Linked DNA regions of Gossypium hirsutum: region 1 is linked to region 2. A link is a contact called in public Hi-C data. All regions are on one chromosome and are shown on one strand. Each heading gives the region's core, a stretch centred on a gene start, on an enhancer-like site or on the middle of the called end of the contact. The rest is flanking DNA. Distances are from core to core; before and after follow the strand shown.

The links. Hi-C and Micro-C count contacts between places; a contact is called where the count stands out from the background.
Region 1: a contact with region 2 is called in a Hi-C map of leaf, with 6 times the contacts expected there. The contact joins the enhancer-like site here to the promoter of LOC107929452 in region 2. A contact is called at or near these places in 20 of 34 Hi-C or Micro-C datasets (anther, callus, fibers and 4 more).

Annotation. Positions count from the first base shown.
Region 1 is chrA08:110,079,796-110,082,569 of Gossypium_hirsutum_v2.1, forward strand. No RefSeq gene overlaps it. Among protein-coding and RNA genes, the nearest start is that of LOC107929423, 28 kb to the right of the region's middle. Within about 2 kb of position 1,451, at least 5 of the 9 cell types and tissues checked have an H3K27ac peak or open chromatin away from gene starts, as enhancers often do. A contact at or near this core is called in hypocotyl and leaf, where this site is marked.
Region 2 is chrA08:110,006,147-110,008,846 of Gossypium_hirsutum_v2.1, forward strand. It overlaps LOC107929452 (abscisic acid 8'-hydroxylase CYP707A2), which reads right to left and starts at 1,293. Exons shown (of 7, transcript XM_016860880.2): 1 at 1,031-1,293; 2 at 619-937; 3 at 123-509; 4 at 1-34. The coding sequence starts at 1,230.

The sequences.
Region 1 (2,774 bases), core at 201-2,700, 74 kb after region 2:
CATCATAAAACAAACAAACCTTATACACTAAAAGAAAGAGGTTAAAAGATTATGATCAAAGCAAGATCCTCCTATCTTTAGGAAGGGTTGTGGATCCATCACAGTCCCACTTAAAAGGACCCCATTATTATTAATTTTTAGGGTAGGATTTTGACATCAGCTTTCCTTTTTCAATCTAACAAATTCTGTTTTTTTCCCTTTGTGTCTTTTGGCTACGTGCCATCAATCCACTAATATGGATAAGTTTAAATGGTTGAATGCTCTATATTATTTCTATAAATATTAAAATTCGAATTTCGTTTAACAATTTTAATACCATATGTATGTATGGCTTTCAGCTTTTTATGATAGAAAGGAAATCTATCCATATGCTCTTTGCCTTTTGACGTAAGACTAGTTAAGCATGGCCATCCATTCTAAATCCACTCCCAGCAAAACCAAAAACCACAACATATAGCCTCTGATTTAAACGTTAAATCAGCTTCAGACATGATTAGCTGTTATCAATTCTGCAACCAAAAATATCACTTGATCAAAGTGTGGTTTTATTGACCAGATTCAAAGTTAGTACAGCAAGTACCTTTTTTGACATTGAATTTTTCTTTTGGGTTTTTCCTTTTTTAGTGTTTTGACCGAAATAATTCTATGTGTTTTCATTTTCAGTTATAATATATCTTAAAATTTCTTTTATTTTATGAAGATTGAGAAATCTTTAATTTATTAAATTTTAATTTTTATAGACATTTATTAATTTTTATATACAAATTATTGAATTGTTTAATAATATTACTTAATTTAATTAGAATAAATTAAAATAGAAAAATTAATTTATTAAACTTGTTAAAATAAAGAAATGGAATTTATAATTAGACGGATCATAGAGTGAGTGACGCTGTATTTAAGTCTTAGCAAGTTGGGTGATAGTTAAATATCATAAACTCTGACCAGGAAATTTCTCACACATTTTCTTCCCAATTGATTAAACACGACAAGTTTGCATGACTCTGGTAAACGTGCATGAAGCAAGTTGTGAGGATTAAAATAATAGCTAGTGTTTAAATGAGTATAATTTTTTAATATCCGTACAGTGAAGGAGCAAAAATAAATAATCAAAGAAGGGGAGGGGGAGGTTGAGAATATTTAATGCAAGCCAGCCCATGCCGTATGCCTAAAGAATTCGTACATAGCTAAATAGGTATGGGGGCGTATGGCACTGCCAATAATACCGGTTTTTCTATGGGCCAAAACAAAACACAATACCATTTAGAGACACAAAACCAGGACAGCCTCGGTTTGCAACATTAATTGTATTATGTGCTGGCTTTCTTTGTTTTTTGTAATGAAGATAAGTTTCAACTTTTTGAGGGCTATTCTAGTATTGTTGGGGTATTCATACAGTTAATATTCCCTTCTCTCTCTCTCTCTCTCTGTCTCTCTGTGCTACTGCTGAGTTTTGTTTGTGTGTGCAGTGTGAACTGATTTAACATATATAGCAATAGTAACAGCAAAGACCACAGTATTATAGTGTGACATTATATTATTCTTGTTCTGTGCATAGATGTGTAAATTAGGTGATGATATATTATACAAAATTTGGTTTTAAATGATGTGTGGTAATATAATCCGCATAGAATAGAATTATAAACAGTGAATGTTTAAAATTTGTATGAATGAGACAATATGGGATGGGATGGGATAAACAGCCGGAAAAAAGAAAGAAATAAAATAAAATCATGCTCTTCTACCCCACTTTGATATTATATATTATTAGATTGTTTTGATATACGGGGCAACTTCTGGGGTGGATACCACTCTTGGCTAAATGAAATCCACCTTCTCATGATGTTTTCAAGCCTTAGAGAGGGACCCTAGCTACTTGTAAAGCCAAAAGCCAAATAAATAAATAAATAAAAGGATCATCGATCTAGAATGTATATTAAACAATAGTTACTGCAATAGCATGGCCTAAGTCATAAAATTCGTTTCATGCTAATCACTTTCTTTACAAGTCATTTTCTGACTTTACAGATAAGAGCATGGCTGTTTTGGAAGTGTTGGCACACCATACTTTTTTTATATTTTTAGTTGTTGTAGAGGGGATAAATATTTATTCATCAAAACAGTGTGTTTGGCAGAATGACCCAATTCTTGCTATTGTTTTTTTATTAAACATGACTTTGACCTAAATTTAGATTTAAATTGGCGTGGGATCCCATGCACAGGGAGACACGTGCTTCTATTTCATTTAAAATTACACACCCACGTACGTACGTACGTACGTATTATGTATATGGTATATAAATAATTGTAGCTGTGTCTCATTCTAATTTAACCCTAAAGTTTAAACCGAAATTGAATTACCAAATTTATGATAATTGAATCCTTCCATGAATTTCACCCCTAAATCGTTTGGAAATAAAGAGTTACGTCTAACCAGCTAACTTACTAGGAATCTAAATGAATGTGGTTCCATCTCTTTTGTCTTTTTTTTTTTTTAATTAGCAGACAAAAAAAGTCCCTGCCAACATATCCTTACAAAAAGTGCTATATTAAACAAATTCAATGACATTGATCAACACCAATGAAGAAGAAAAAGAAGAAATGAAAACTATTATGAGCAAGAAAACTAAAAATATGATACGTTGGTCCAATTAATTCAGAAACCTACATTTAAACAAATCAAGGATATATAACATGTATGACATGTCCCCATACATTTATACATATATACATTAATTTGTTAACCAATATATAAATAATTAGAAAATAAATAT
Region 2 (2,700 bases), core at 43-2,542:
TCTCTTTACCTTTCATTATGGCCTCTTGTTCATCCTGTAAAACACCACAAGAAACAACCAAGTCAGTGTGTCTATGGTGGAGTTTTCTTGGACTAGTCCCATAGGAGGAGCAATAAACTTACCGTGACAGCTTGAAGAACGCTGGGGTTTTCTCCAAGGTACTTAATTATCCAAGTGAGTACACTAGCGGTGGTGTCACGAGCAGCAAAGATTACACCAATGATGTTATCAGCGATTTGTTCATCGGTGAGGCCTTCTTTATCACCCATGAAAGAACCCAACAAGTCATTGTACTCCTGCTTCGTTTCTCTCCTGGTCGATATGATTTTGGCCAGGATCTGAGCTAGCTCTTTCCTTGCTTTCATCGATTTGTTGAAAAGTGTACCCGGAATGTTAATGGGCATCGAGTTATAACCTTTTTCTAATATGTAATAACACCTCTTCAGATCTTCTCTGTACTTCACTTCATCCTCTCCGAATATCGATAGCAGCGCAACATTGAATGTGTACTGCAAATATAAAAAATATATTTGATATCAACATATCATCAAACACAGGGTAAACAAAAACAGAGGAAACAACCCTGTTTTTTTTTCCCTCTCTGTTTTTTAGGCTTACCGTTTTCATTTCTTGGAAAGTGGTAATCAGCCTGCCTTCCAATGACTGGAGAGAATCTTTGGCAATGGATTCGATGTTGGAAACGAAGCTTTTGATGGCTTCAGGCACGAAGGCACGGAGCACAAGCTTCCTCAATTTGGCATGGTACTGTCCTTGGCTAAAGAAAATGGCTTGTTTGCCCAACATCCTCTCTTTACTGGCCGGAAACGTTGGCTTGAAGAGGTGAGACTTGGTGACAAGCACAAATTTCGCAGCTTCCGGGCTGGAAATCATCACACAGGGACACCCGAGTATATGGGTCTTGAATATGGAGCCGTACCTATATAAAAACAAACAAACACAAGCCACAGCCCATTGTAAGCATGCATTACATTACACTGCAAAGAACATGCCACAAAGAAAAATAACACACCTTTTCTGCTTGGAAGCAAAGAAGACATTTGGGTTTTGGGAGTAGAGCTGAAAGGTTTCACCGATGTACGGCCAACCCAAGGTGCCTGGCGGGAGGGGTAAATCCCGGGATTTTTTGGATTTGAACAAATTAAGCAGAGAATTGAAGAGAAAAATAAAGAAAATGGAAGCAAATAAGGGAATCATGAAATAGAATGCCATGTTTAATAAATTATAAATAGGGTGGAAATCTTGGTAGCTGAATGGTGAAGAAGTTGTGTGATGGAAACAAGTGAGCAGCAGGTATATATATAGGGGGGGGGGACTGGGGATTGGGTCGGGCTCGGTCGGGTCGGGTTAGAAATATGAAAAGGATATAGGAAGGGAAAAGGAAGGGGGTTTGAAATACAACTTGAATCCCCCACACGCGGAATCTCCCTCCAGCTCATTGCATGTTTTCTAGTTCTACTCATCTGTACTCTTTATCCGTGCTAATATATTTTCTGTGACTCAGTTCATTGTTACATATTCTATTTTTATTATTTTATTAATATTAAAATTTCATCTCACTATTTTTTTTATTTAATTACCGATGTTAACGTTATCAGTAAAGGTCAAAGCTTTAAACCTTGTGCTTTTAGTTATATTTGTGGGTTTTAATTCGATTTGATCGGTTTATTTTAATCTTAATTATTTTGATTATTAATTTATTTTATGTTTTATCTTAGTTTAATTCTATTTTATAATTATTTGAATATATATCTATTTTTATGTGTGAGTTTTAATCTCGTGGAATAATTTTAGTCTAGATTATTTTGATTCTTAGATTATTTATATTTGATTTTGATTTGATTATAATTTGTCCTTACTTAAACTCATATTTGTGATTGTATTATAATCACAATGTTGTATAATTTTTATCTATTTCTTTTTTTTCATATATTTTTATTAATGACTGTGAATGTTTTTGTATTATTTTACAATAAAAACATAATTATTAACTATAATTTAATATATAGATTGAGTCTTAACTCGACTGACATTAAAATTATTATCAATGTAAGAAAATATGAATTCCCTGAAGTGAATTGTACTCTTATTTAAAAATTAACTAGTAACTGTAGATAATTTAAAATGATTAAATGTAAAAAAACTATAAATTAGTCATAAAATAAAAATAGCAAGCACGTGGCAGGACTGAAAGAAAAGAAAGCAGAAAGAGCGCGTGAGTGTTTGACCAGAATCAAGAAAAGGTTGGGTTTTAAGACATGAAAGAAAACGTCCCTTAAGCAAGACAAAAGGAGAGTTTGAAGTTAGAAGTATGAGTCACTTTAACGAGCTCAATCCGTACTCACTTTTTCTTTGAACATCCAAATATTGAAGGGTAGAAACCCCATAGTCTTTTACCATACCTCACTCTAAAAGTCTGCAATTTTTATACGCTTCACCAAAATCTGTGCCATATGTTTTAAATCTTAAACTAAAATAATTTGTCATTCAAAACCCCCATCTTTGAATTGGAGACAGTTCAAAGCATGCCTTTTTATTTTCAAAGCAAAACCCCACTTTGAACAAGCTGCAATAAAAGCTTATACAATATATTTATCAATATATATAATAAGCAGCCAAAAGAGTGAGAGTGTTTAATAAATGTTGGGTTGGATTTGGGTGGTGTTTTGGTGAGTCAAAACC